Regions from separate parts of the Bicyclus anynana genome. Here region 2 is linked to region 1. Evidence: chromatin contacts called from public Hi-C data. All regions are on one chromosome and are shown on one strand. Each heading gives the region's core, a stretch centred on a gene start, on an enhancer-like site or on the middle of the called end of the contact. The rest is flanking DNA. Distances are from core to core; before and after follow the strand shown. Region 1 overlaps LOC112052885 (ecdysone-inducible protein E75). Region 2 overlaps LOC112052912 (pre-rRNA 2'-O-ribose RNA methyltransferase FTSJ3).

Region 1 (7,867 bases), core at 2,016-4,515:
CATTTTATACATTAAACCCAAGGCGGGGTTTTACTAATATCAATTTATCACGATAAAGACTAGACTCTAGACACGAGTAAATCCGTGCATTGTTTCAATATTTATTATAACAAAAAGCGTGATCCGCGTAAATCATCGCGCGTTCTTTGTTCGCACGCTGACCGACATACTTCTCGCAGTGGGTCGGTTATTTTTTCGGCACCGATCCGCAGTGCAGGGCGGGCGGTCGTTGACCCCGCGCTCCAGCCTCTCCTTGCCGTAAGAACTTTTACGGTCAACGAATGTATGTACGCGACGTGAACGTAACCCACATTATTTTTGAACTGTCAGCTTAAAAGTTCGTTGATCTCGCCGCGTTCATTTTTTAATAAGAACATCCCACGGTGTGTTTTCTTGTTACAGATAAATTTGTGTACGGCTTTGAAACTTTAATATTAAACTGCTCCCCGAAATTGTTTATTATAAACAAAGACTTTTATTGTTTTTAGTAGGAAATTGGAAGCAACTTGAAACAGTATTCAATTGGACACATAATAGTTTAGGGGGTTTGCCTTTTGTTCTTTTGTTCTTTTGTAGGAAGTTATTAAATGAGATATAATTTATTTTCACTAATTGTTTAGAATTACAATTTTATTAATATTCAGGGTTCATATGAAAACTCGGAAAGCATGGGATATGTATTCTATATCATTCTGTTAAACGTTCCCCCAGGTAGATAGCTAATACGGTTATCGGCATAGTTTAATACGAGCTAAAATGCCAATTTTAATAGAGCCTGCTTCAAAGAAACCTGTTTTAAAGAGTAGAGCCGCTACGTGATTTGTTAAAATAAATAATATATAAAATGAGTCCAGTCCAGCATGTACAACCAAAAACAATAACAATTCTAACTAATTAATTATACTTAAAAAATATATTTAGTTAAGAACTGAAGTAGGTACCTAGTTTAAATTATACTCGAAACTTCTATCTTTCTTTTTTAGTGGTAATATAAAGTTTTAAAGTTTCATACTGGCATTTCATTTAAAAAGTTCAAAGTGTACATAGTTCTAGTTCTCAGTTTGTAAAATGGTAGTAAACTCAACCAATATATGTATAAACGTTAGTTTAGTTTGTTCTGGGCTTGGAACCCTCGTAACTTTAATTTTAAGTTTTCGACTTTACATTTTTAAATAATTTTACCATTAATTAAATCATGACTTGACGTTTCAAAAGTGCTTGTAAACTAAGTATAATTGAAATAAATAAATAATGTTTTTTTTTAATCATACTAAGTATAACAATTAATAATCTTGGCACTACACAGTATGTCTTGATGAAAAAACAATTGGTTATTTTTTGGCAATGGCTACACAGACTAATATAGATGTGCGTTATGCGAACAGGAAATGAGTCACAAGAGTGATAGGCGTGATTCATAGTGTTATCTTGTAGGTAAACATCTGGACAGGCGGGCACGTACCGCGTAGTGGACTGTTAGTCGCGGCCGGTCATCGGTCGCTTCCTCGGAAAGCCCATGCGTCAGCGAAGCTTTCGGCTGCGGCAGTCATTGTCCGCGGCACCGTTAGCCGTTTAGTCTCAACGCTGTGACAACCGCGAGTTCGTCTCGCACTTTATCTCATCGGTAAACAGAATAGACTAGAACAGATTTAATTTAATGCCATTAAGTACTCTCAAGCAATTTGCAATAGAAATAAAAAAAAGATTCACTTTGATATACAAAGTCGGTGTTAATTGTAGGTTGCAATCATACTTGAAAAATTACTAAAAATACTAGTAAATAAACCTTAGTAGTTAAATACCGTTTTTGTGATAGCTTAAAAAAATATCTATTATAATATTTAGTTAAAACATTGATTTATAAAACTTATTATTTTAGTGACGAATTTAAAAATAATAATTGAAAACTTTAACTAAAAAATTACTAGCACCCTACCTACAACTTAGCACCCCATTTGACGACAAGCTTCAAACTTAAAAAGAAATATCTTTATCATTTCAGTATAAGGTAAAAAATAAAGTCAATGTAACATTCTGTAATAAAAAGTTTGGGCAGCATTTCCCGCGTTAGCAACTTAGCAATCGAAAATTCTAGATCGAGGCCGAGGTTGACCTACAATCGACTACAGCGACCATCACTATTGCCTCTTATATTTGCTATTTCCCTTCTACATACTTCTCACTAAATATTTGATCCTAAAAAATTATCATTGTACAGAAATAAATAAATATTAGTAAGTAAATAAAAGTACTTCTTATTTCTAGTCGCGTAGGCATATTTAGAATATCATGTTAAAAACGTGTTGTTTATTAAATGAGCCATTTTATTTGTACAAAACATGTAGTAAGCAACTAGTCGTTTAAAACGATGTCACCGTGTTAATTGTTCCGCGGTCATTGACATATCGAGATGAATATTCTAACATAATAAATACATTTCTAGCACAACGTCCTCAAAGTCGAACGCTCAAAAGTCACCTAAATCGCACAAATCGTTACTGTAATAATGTTCGGTAACAATAAGTAGTAATAGGCGCTGTACATAATGATGTTTATATATTAATAATATGATAAAATATACGATGCGTTACGTATGTGGATCTCGCAGTCGTGCCTATACGCGAGCTGCAGTCGACGGGTGTTCAGAAAAGGTTTTGTTTTCGTGGCGCTGTGGGGTCAACGGCCGCGCGGCCGGTCAGTGCCCGCGTTGCGACCAATTATGGGCCACTCGCACAGCGCACAATGGATCGATGGCGGCGCGAAATTGGGCCAGCGGCCGAGTGGCGGCTCGCTACACCGCACCAGCCTCCGCGCTGCCTGTACTGATGATTCGTATCGCTACTCCGTATGACCTCGTAAACCACTTGTCAGCTAGGTAGGTTCGTAAATATGAACCCCAAAATTTGACTGGGAACTAAAACAAGTATTCTCAATAATAGATATCTACTGTTGATTGACAGATGATTTTAAATCCGGCGATGCGTTTTTCTTATAAGTTACTTTGAAAGGATAAATGAATCTATTAGTTCGACGGTGCACGCTCTAATATCAAACAAATAAAGTAGAGCAATGCACCCCTAGCGGGAAGCGCGCGCGCATTGAGGTAGGCCGTGACGCGGCCGACGTCACCGGGCGGTCGTCGCTCCGAGCTGCCCGTGTCCTAGCTCCCGGGGCGAGCGGCGCGCACGGGGCGGAGGGAAGGGAGTAGGGCTGTTGTGCAACCGAGCGGCCGACGACCCGGGGTGAACGGCCTCGCGCCGCGACGCCGCCGGGATGCGCCCGGCCTATATCCGGCGCACCGGTGCAGCGGCAGCGGCGCATTCTAGAGCGGCGTGGACCGTTAGCAGCGCGCGGGGCGGCGGCGCGCGGGGGCCGGGGCACTCTCACTTTCTCGGTTGGGTCGGCGGCCGGCAAGTAGGTCGCACGGGCGCGGGTAGCTCGCGCCGAGCGCCGCAGCGCCCGCACAGTCCGCCGTCGGCCTCCATCCGTGTCGGTGCGCGCATCGAGTCGGTCGAGTGAGCTTGTGCAGCTAGTGAGTGGCGTGAGTGAATGGTAGCGGGCATGGCGTGCGCGGAGCTGCGCGAGCGGCACGCGGTGCTGGTGAGCATGCTGGAGGCGCGCCGCGAGTCCAGCGACTCGGGCTGCTCCAGCGACGAGAGCTCCGACCCCGAGCGCGACTCTAACTGTAGATGTGATCCCCAGGGCTTCTTTCGCCGCTCCATACAACAGAAGATCCAGTACAGGCCCTGCACCAAAAACCAGCAGTGCTCCATCTTGAGAATTAACAGAAATCGGTGCCAGTATTGCCGATTGAAGAAATGTATCGCCGTCGGAATGAGCAGAGATGGTGAGTTTACCGAATATTTACTTTTCATAATGGAACAAATAATAGAATGTTATGTATTTTGCATTAAATAATAATTTTATACACAATGTTTATTACAGTAAATTCTTAAAATATAATACTCATAAATGCTTGTGACATAAAAATCCAGTTGATTTAATTGAGTCTGAATTAATATACTATTATTTGTTCCATTATTTTGTGACCTTATTTTATGGTACATTAATATAATTTTGATAAATATGTTACTTAATATATATGTCAGAGTAAATTCATATTTGAATAGAATCCCGGCATTATCATAGGAACGTATTCCAATCGCACAAGTCGCGCTGACACGAGCGCCGCCGCACTATATAGTGTCGCTCGCGAGTCGCGGCAGATCTATTTCGCGGAGCGCTCGCTCGCTCGGCGCCGCTCGCAGTGAGCAGTGAGCGCAGTGTGGGAGGTCGGTTATGCAAGCGCGGGTGAGCGCACGCTAAGCGGGTCGACGGCCGGCGCCCGCTGCCCGCTCCGCTCCGCTCGTTGCGACACCGGCCTCGCTCGCGCTTGCCGCTTCGAACACAATCGCGCGCGGTGAAAGCGGAGAAAGGTGCATTTCGTAAGCACGAAAGTGAAATTTCTGTTTTCACTTTCGTAATGCGATTCATTGCCCTCGGCGAAGACATGTCAATACGTAATCGAACTTTACTATTGTTAAAATGCATGATGATATGTATTTTAAAAATAAAAATAAACTTAACTTTAAAATATTGTAATGTATCATCCACGAATGCAGTAACTAAATATTATGAAGAATAAAATAATTTGTAGAGCAGTACTTCAAATGTTATTAAATCAATAAACTAATTTCTTTAATTATAAAAACTTAGTTCGATCAGTTAATTTACTCGATTTTTTTTATATTCAATGCCTACAATAATTGGACCTTTATGAAATAGTAATATTTTTTGCTAATTTTAAACACTAAATAGATATGCTTAATACTTTAGAAAATTTAAATATACGAATTCTTTACCAATAAAATGTTATGGTATTTAAAATGTACCTTGATTAGACAGAGGTTTGTTTAGAAGTAACTGGTTCTGCTACTCGAAAATAGATGGCGCTCGAAGTGTAAGGCAGCGCCTACATGCACGTCACTTTTGTTGATTTGGTTTATTTTTATTTTATGTTTATATTTTTCTCAATATTATTTTATTATTATGTAAGATATTTAATAGAACAAATATTTTTTAATCAAACATTTTTTTTCAAAAATGACTTCATCTATCTACTTTGTAATGAAAAAAAAAACACTTTTAAGTAAATTGAGTTTACTTGAAAGTATACGGGTAGTTAAAAGTCATAACGTTTTATTGGCTGATTATACAAATATTATACCTACAAAGTTTCTAAATATTCCTATTTATGAAATTCATAATCTGATACCTTCATACCTAATCGTAGAATGGTGTGGTATGGTCTAAACCAGTTATTTTTTTTTGTTTTTGACCAAATTTATATTATTATTTAATTACACAGTTAAAATACAGATAATCTTCTTTGTTTACTATTAAATAAAGGAAAATCTCGGGTTTGTAACAAAACTCTGAAACGACTTGACCGATTTTTACATATTCTTTGTTTAAATTCGGTAGGTTAGGTCTTAAACTATTTTTCACCCCTTACCCCACCCTCCTATTTGTAAATTACGATTATAGTATTTTATATAAATGAAATTTTATGGCAGAACATCGTTTGCCGAGTCAGGTAGTAAGTAATCACTAATCTTTCAAAATGTCAAGTTGTGGTAGCACACCTCCGAAATCTTGTGATTTTTGTTGTATATCAGGTATGAGAAAACCTATATTGTAAAGTATTTTTTTCCGCCCTACATATGAATCGCGTTTTTACTATATTTGTATGAAAGAAATTTATATACCAAATCAACATTTGCGCGAGGTCAGCTTGTATTTTCATACATTTTATATGAAAGTTTTTATAAAAACCGTTTTGATGAGTTATTTTAACAGAAAACTAAGTATGTAACTTTTAAAAACAAATAAGATACATAAATAAACATTAAAATATTTTTAATATGTCCGCAATTGACGGTAGTAGCATTGAACATGTATAAAACATACATAGTCCATACAGCGGAACATAGAACCTAGAAGTCGGTTAAAAATAATTAGATGATTATTCCAATAGTAAATATGTATGAACATTGAATCAGTGACGATGTCAATAGGAATTTTCTGTATTACATTCCTTATTATAGTTATAAAATATTAATCTACATCTACATTAATATTATCAAGACGAAAGAGTGGTATTTTTGTATGTAAAGAATAAAATTGATAACTGGTCCGATTTGAAAAAATCTTTCTCCAATAGAAAACTAAATGATCAGGGTATAACAGTCTATATTTTATACTCCTATTCCCACGAGAGGTTCTGCTAGTTATTATTAAAGTCAAGTGATAGTATTTTTTGTTCCTTAATTGGTACACGTTCGCATTGCTTATTTAATGAATAACAATAATACGGGTATCTATAATAATATTATTTAATTGATGATTTCCGTCCAGTCCAGTTTAAAATGATCAGTTCATAAATCGAATGTAGAGATTATTATCAGGGGGTTTAGGGTTTTCAATATTAACCCTCCTAGAACGTTAGTAGAGTTAGAAGTGTCGATCGTCAGGCCACTGAGGACTGAGCACTGAGCTGAGCCTGAGCACTGAGCAGGGAGGTCGCGCGGAGAGGCATCCGCGGGGGCAGGGGCCTGCGCGGAGTTTATTGACGGCGCCCCCTCCCGCCCGCTGCCTCCACCGCGCGCCCTCCCTCCTCAAGTTCAAGGTTGGCGCGGCGCGCGCCGCGGCGCAGTGCGAGGGAGTCCGGCCCGCGCATCGGTCGTCAGCCCTCTTCGTACGTTCGCTATGTCAGTGCGTCGCTCAGTCCGCCACGACTCCGCGAGCCTCACAGTGACCGCTCAGCTGCTGAGCGCGGACTACTCGTCGTACTACGCGCCGTGCGAATAATAAACAAACCATTGGATCACTACCGCACTTTCGGATTTCAGTGCTTCGTTGATAATCGTGATATGTGACACTTGTTTAATATAGTTATATTATAGTTACCAAACTTATTTATCAGTGGCCCTTGGCTGTGAATAATCTAGTTATTAGTGAAAAACAATTATGGTCTCAGATATGGGTGAAGATTTGCCGATCCTTAAAGGGATTTTGAATGGAGTAGTGAAATATCACAATGCCCGTACGTATCAGTCTTACTTTTTTTTCAACAAAACATTTTTTTTTAACTTAGCATAAAAATAAAATAAGTATACAATGCCGTAGACATTAATTAAATTATTAGTTTATTTATCAATGAGAATATTTAAATAATTACGATATACGAATAATCTAAATAAAATAAAAACGTAAATAACTACATAATAATCTTTCTCTAATTAATTAAAGATACACAGATTTTAATTATTTTACCTATTCGCGATAATGAATGAAATCTTAAGATAACACAATCAAACAACTATTGCACCTATTTAGGTTAGATCTTACAAATATTTATCTTCATACAAATATGATTAATTAATTAATTTTGTACATAATTAATTATTTTTGCTGTATAATCAACAATAACTGAAATATAATAATAATATCTGTAATTACCACTCCAACACATAAATCAGCGAACGTCAATGGTCGGCCGGTCTACTTGTTCGAGTTACTAAAAAGTAGATAAGTACTTACGAGTACTACATTAGCATCAACAATTGCGAACAATGGGTCATGCATCTGGCGTGGCACACTTAGCGCAGGGAAAGTCGGGAGAAATGGCGAGAGGGCGCTCTCCGCTTTCGTTTTCAACCGTGTGCCAGCGATAAACACTTTCACCGGCGCGCGCGCACGACGGCTGCAAGCGGCGCGCCTAGCGCGAGAAAGTTGTAACACTTTTCAGCGTGACCTCGCAGATCGCGTATTGTCATTGGTTTGCCGAACTAGTTCACTCAATCGT
Region 2 (6,755 bases), core at 1,202-3,701, 100 kb after region 1:
AAGAATTGCCCTTTACAGTATGTTAATTAGTTATATAGTTTCGGAGATAATACAAAATTTCTGAAAGTCGCAGAAATGCCGCTATATGACGCCCCGCGGTTTCAATTACGTGGTTCCCGTTCCCGTACGAATATGAGAACCAAACATAGCCTATGACACTCGCAAATAGTGTAGCTTTCTATTGGTAAAAGAATTTTCCAAATCGGTCCAGTAGATCCAGAGATTTCCCCCGACAACCACACAAACTTTACCTCTTTATAGTATTAGCATAGAAGTCGCTTGGGAAATTATAGTCTTTTGGTCATTGCACCACGCACAAAAGGCTGGACCAATTTTGCTGAGGGTAGGGATAGGATAGAGGTAGGGAAGGGTTAGGATAGAGGTAGGGTAGGGGTAATTTAGGGAAAGTGTAGGGTAGGGTAGCGTAGGGTACGGATAAGGTAGGGGTAGTGTAGGGTAGGGGCAAGGTAGAGGTAGGGGAAGGATATGGAACGTATAGGGTAGGGGAGGAGTAGAATAGGGGTAGGGTACGGGTAGGGTAGGGTTAGGGTAGGGATAAGGTAGGGGTAGGGAAGGTTAGGGTTAGCGGTAGGGTAGGAGTAAGGTAGGGGTAGGGTAGGGGTAGATTAGGGGTAGGGTAGGATAGGGTATGGATAGGTTACGGGTAGGGTTAGGGTAGGGTAAGGTGGGGGGAGGGAAGGGTTAGCGTTAGCGGTAGGGTAGGAGTAAGGTAGGGGTAGGGTCGGGTAGGGTACGGTTGGGTAGGTTTACGAGCAGGGTAAGGTAGAGGTAGAGAAGTTTACATCAATTTTTACGCGGACGAAGTCGCGGGCGTCCGCTAGTGTTATATATTTAATAATGACAAAGTATTGAAAAGAATGATATTTAAAACCTACTGCTGCTGCGGTTTTAAAAGTCGGCTACCGATGTGGAAAATCCTTTTATCCAGGAACTCTGTAGCATATCATATTTCAAGAAAATTCTAAAAGCCACGACGTCGCCAGACACGTGCAACAGCTAGATATTTTCCAGTGGGGTACACGTGTAAGGACGATTCAAGGGAACACGAGGGAAAAGAACCAGAGGTAAACATGATAAACCTATATAGATTTAATATTTACGTATAAAATGTCACAATAGATAGAGCCATGATAGCCCAGTGGATATGACCTATGCCTCCGATTTCGGAGGGTGTGGGTTCGAATCTGGTGCGGGGCATGCACCTTCAACTTTTCAGTTGAGTGCATTTTAAGAAATTAAATATCACGTGTCTTAAACGGTGAAGGAAACATCGTGAAGTATCGTGCATACCAGAGAATATTCTTAATTCTCTACGTGTGTGAAGTCTGCCAATCCGCATTGTGGACTATTGATTGGCCTAACCCCTCTCATCCTGAAAAGAGACTCGAGCTCAGCAGTGAGCCGAATATGGGTTGATAACAACATAAAATGTACCTACCTAACTAATAACTACGAGTATGTTGTAGTACTATACAAGTACCATTGATTGAGTGATAGATACCTGTAACTTGAACCTTGCTCATAGTTACTCTTTTGGATGTTGACATTTAATGGATAAAACGAAAATGGTAGATACACCACCTAACCTATCTAAAACTAATTTGAATAGCTTTCCAAAAACCCATTGAATAGATTTCACCCGCGTGATTCCCGTTCCCGTAGGAATACGGGGATAATATATAGCCTATAGCCTTCCTTGATAAATGGGTTATCTAACACTGAAAGAATTGCTCAAATCGGACCAGTAGATTCTGAGATTAGCGCGTTCAATCAAACAAACAAACAAACTCTTCAGCTTTATAATATTAGTACCTATAGATTTAATAATTGACGGAGTTACAATAAACCTATACCACCCATACTCAATGCACCGTTTACCAACAAAAAAATATATAAATAAGGGTAGGTATATAAATCGTCACACCTAATAATAATTATAATTAACTTGTTCTTAAATTAATGAAAATAAATTAGATTAATATAAGCTCAGAACCATTAGATATACTCGTAGTACCTGGTTCATATATTTTAAAATATTTAATTTATAATATAATAAATAAGTTTTGAAATGAAATGAAATTTTCTAACTTAATTTCTTATTTGTTTGCTGGCAAACAGTGCACATCAAGTATGGCGTTAGTATAGTATCATTATAACTAAGTATACCTAGAGGCAGATGATGATGAAACGCATAAACTTGTTAATCAACAAGTGGCAGAGTTACCTCATAACTAGAGGAAATATCGATGTTAGATAGATACGTACCTATAGAAAAGCCTGGAAGATTACCAAGCGGGGAGAAACGTGGCGTTGAAGTGGCGACCTTGCAAGGGCGAGGTCACCCCGCGCCCTGCCTACCTGTTCGGACGTCACCGTACCCAGTCCCCTGCCCAGTGCCTACCCATCGATATAACTACGCCACCGTTTCCAATTATTGCGATGATTCATATCTATATTTTAAGACCTTGTGGTATCATTAGGATTGTTGCACACTAGTGTAATGGTTGTCCACGTTCATCGTAGATTTACCGTTACAAATTAAAACACCCAAAATCAAGTACTTACGTCAACCTTTCTTTATCACAGATGTAGGTATGACGCTAAAATAATTTCTTTGGTACCTATAGTAGGTAGATATCCGTCAAACGTCGAGTCCGCTCTGAAAACAAGGCGTAAAAAAGTAATAGGATTCTCTACAAGTCTTGTACGAATGAAACTGTACTAAAGGCATACTCGATGAACACTGTTTATGTGTTTACCAACAAACAATCAAAAATGAGGGTAGGTATAAATCGCTAGTCATTTCACACCATTTAATTATTATAATTAATTTGTTCTTAAATTAATGAAAATAAATTTGATTAACAAGTTTAGAACGATGTGTATACCTAATAAAATTTAAATAACAGTTTAGAAAAAAAACAATATGCAATTAAAAATAAATAAGTTATGAAATGACATGTGTTTTCTACCTTCATTTTTAATTTGGTTAACAGTGCACACTGAGTAGGGCTTTAGTATAGTATCATATTTTGATGATTTAAGAAATCTCAATAAACAAAAAGGAACTCATACCATTCACACTTCTCATATGACAGGATTACATAGGTACAAATACGAACTCAATCCAATTATTCTGATAAGCCAAGAGCACTCAGACGAAATATTCTCTGTAGGCCGGTATATTTTCAGTGCACAGCAATTTCACATTATTGTAATATTGCTCTTGTAATATTGTACCTGTTCCTACTACCTACAAAACTTTTATATAATCTAATTCAAAGCGGCCTACATTATTTTTAATACACCTTGGATACGTAGCCTTAGTATACCTACTACATTAAAGTACGTATAAAATGGTCTACAACCTCTCAGTCATAATATCTATTAACTGGTTTAAATAGTTTGAATCAATTCAAAGTATCTATCCAGTACCTAGCCTATGGTTATAATAATTCTGATGTGTTTGGTCCATACACCGTGGATACAGACCTTAGAGGCTTAGTATATAATATACCGATCCTTATAAGAAATATACCCAACATTTACATTGAATATCATAATATATAAAATGGTAGCGGGTAGAGAACGGGGGCTGTGCTCGGGTCGGGCCGATGACGGAGCGGCCTTGGCCGTGATCGCGCGCTCGATATAGCGCCGACCTGCCGCCTGCCGCCCGCCGGCCCTCCACCACCCGACCCCCCACCTGCCTCCCACATTTCCTCACACCATCATAAATTTCTGATGCTCTCTGGTTATTTCTGTAATGATAAAACTACCTACGTCACCGATTTCAATTGCAATTGTGACGCAATTGATAATATAAACAGTTTACCTTCCTGTTCAATAGATTATTTAACGCGTTGAGTAAAACCCGTGTTACAATAATTATCATGTATTTGCATTATTTTACATAATTATCTTGAAAATGTTATGAAATAAATAGGTATTTATTGAAACAATTTCAAAGTATGCGAACAACTGTAGCGCCAGTCAAGATTTCCTAATTCAAATTATCACTGATGTTTCTTGTCGAAACAATTTCAGAAACTAAAACGTTAACAAAACTACAAAAATATTTTAAAGTTAATTAGATTACGCAGAATTTACGCTGGATACAATATTTAGCAGAAAGCTCATCTATATGTATCCATTGAAGTTATTCTACGATGTACTTTTGTACCATTATTTAATGAAGCAGCAATGTACAAAGTATGATTATTATCATACAAGCACCATTAATTTAAATAGATAGTAAAAATGCCAGCAGGAGCTTTTGGCAGTGACTAGTTACAGTTACTAGACAGAGTTAGTCCGGGAAGTACTACCGCAATTCTTGTTTCTAACAAAGATTTGTGATTCGGTTTGATGGAAAAGGTGCTGATGAAATTACTCCGCACTAGAAGAGTATTCTCTTCATAATCATTGTCACAGCGCCGACATATATAATGCGTTGGTCTGAATAGGCGATAGTTTACCATACTAAAATCAGGAGCTATTTGCTTGCTCCACCAGGAGCTATTTGCTTACTCCACCAGGAGCTATTTGCTTGTTCCATCAAGTATTGTTATAAAAAACAACCTACTGACGAAAAATTACAACCTAACAATGGCGAAAGCTTACAAGGCATATAATATTCCAGATTTGAGCAAAATCAATTCCCGCAAAGATATAAATACCCTCAAAAGCACTTAGTACGCAGACAACGTATTGTAAAAACGTAGCAAAAAAAATACCAAGGTCGAGAAACGAATGATATCATTTATAGCGTGCATGTCCCTGAACTCTAGCTGTTAGGCGCGAGTGACGCACGGCCACTCAAATATCACCGACCCTGAACTTATATAAAAATAAAGCTTTGCTAATGTCAAGTAACACCGCTCGATAATACTTGCAGGTTCGCTCATATGACTCTAACCACCACAGCATTTATAGACGCTGTATGAAAGGATTCCCATTTAAGACAGTTGTCTTGAGTCACAAATTATGCTTGAGAATCAAAAAAGGCGCATTTTTCGCTAGGCAGATTTTATCGCTCGACATTCGCGTAGCTTTGTCCCTGCTAAAGTTGTGGGACAACGTCCCGCGACATAAGACTAAGACTCGTTCGAGCATCGACTAGCGACATGTTGCGCGACCCGTAAACGTCGCTTAAGACGTCAGACGACATCGCGCGGGACATGTGAATTTCGTGTCGAGCGACAGACGCGCGACAAATGTCCCCTAATGAAACTGCGGCATAATTCTCATGCGATCAGTCGACATTTCGTTAGAAATGGAAGAGGTTTGTCGTATGTTTGAGATCATTACGGGTTCATAGTTCATCATGTCTTATAATTTGAAGACTAAGCTATGAATACTGCTGTTTCTTTGATGGTAATTTTTATTCTTTTGATATACCTATTGGTAGCGAGGTGACCTGTAGCTTGGCAAGTTCGCGGGTGTGAAGTCGAGCTCGCGGGGCAGAGGGAAGGACTGCGAGGGTATGAAGTGTGCGCGCGGGGCATTGCTACCCCCCCTCCCGGCCCGCGCGGACCATCGGGAGTGTTAAGAACGAATTTACCAAGCTATTATCAAGAAGTGAAACTAATTAATATAGTATAATTATTTAATCATCTTATAGATACATACATTTAGAACTGATACATTTGTAGTACATCCAAGTACAATAAAACTTATTTAGTTTTAGCCCGTTTATTTTTAGCAGGCCTTGCTTTATTCCGCTGCGCTTTCTTACCGCGGCCTTTAGTTTTTTCCTTCGCCTTCTGAGCGCGTAAATCTTTCTTCATGCGAGGATCGACCACCTTGTACTGTCCCTTGACGCCGGTCGGTCGTTTCATACGTTTCGCTGTGGTGTGCTTCTTCGCTACAACGTATGTAATCTTCTTCTTGCCGTCAGTTTGCGCCTTCTTATACAACTGTCGCACTTGTTGTGACTTCTCCCGTTCCGACATGTCAGCGTTCTCCATCACCGCTTCCACCTTCTTCTTTGCGCGCTCCATTTTTTTGATCATGCGCTTCTTCTTCCTCGCCTTCGCTTCGACCACCTTCTTAATCGGCCTCGCGTTTATATCTTGTAATCTATTTTTGTATTCTTCCGTGTATTTCTGCAAATAAAAATTAAAAACACAAGCTGTAAATTATAATCATACTAGCGGACGCCCGCGACTTCGTCCGCGTGGATTTCAGTTTTTCACAAATCCCTCGGGAACCATGGATTTTTCCGGGACGAAAAGTAGCCTATGTGTTAATTTAAAGTATAGTTCATTCCAAATTTCAGCTAAATCGCTTCAGTAGCCGCTGCGTATAGGAGGAACAAACATACATAGACACTTACACACACACAAACTTTCGCATTTATAATATTAGTGTGATTAGCGGACGTCCCGTTTCACATGCACTTCCCGTTCCCGTTGGAATACGGGGATACAATTTAGCTTATGTTACTCGCTGATAATGTAGCTTACTATTGGTGAAAGAATTTTAAAAATCGGTTTAGTGGTTTAGGCATTAAACAAAACATACTCAATAATCACTTTCGCATTAATAAATATAAAAAAAACCAATACATAGTAAGTACGTAAAGATTAGCAAAACAATGTCCACAAGAAATTCGAGACTGCTATTAGCAGCGTGACAAGTATCGGATAGCAGACATCTTTATTCAATAGAATCTATAATGGGATCCATTGTATTACAAACAATTGCCATAATATGAACTAAATGAAATGAAT

The links. A called contact is a pair of places that touch in the nucleus more often than the background predicts.
Region 2: a contact with region 1 is called in a Hi-C map of whole body, with 3 times the contacts expected there. The contact joins two enhancer-like sites. A contact is called at or near these places in 2 of 2 Hi-C or Micro-C datasets (whole body and whole larva).

Annotation. Positions count from the first base shown.
Region 1 is chr5:10,445,911-10,453,777 of ilBicAnyn1.1, forward strand. LOC112052885 (ecdysone-inducible protein E75) reads left to right here. Exons shown (of 5, transcript XM_024092127.2): 3 at 3,703-3,847. Among protein-coding and RNA genes, the nearest start is that of LOC128198086, 84 kb to the right of the region's middle. Within about 2 kb of position 3,266, at least 8 of the 8 cell types and tissues checked have open chromatin away from gene starts, as enhancers often do.
Region 2 is chr5:10,549,835-10,556,589 of ilBicAnyn1.1, forward strand. LOC112052912 (pre-rRNA 2'-O-ribose RNA methyltransferase FTSJ3) reads right to left here. Exons shown (of 10, transcript XM_024092159.2): 10 at 5,616-6,128. The coding sequence ends at 5,697. Among protein-coding and RNA genes, the nearest start is that of LOC112052912, 9.6 kb to the right of the region's middle. Within about 2 kb of position 2,452, at least 8 of the 8 cell types and tissues checked have open chromatin away from gene starts, as enhancers often do.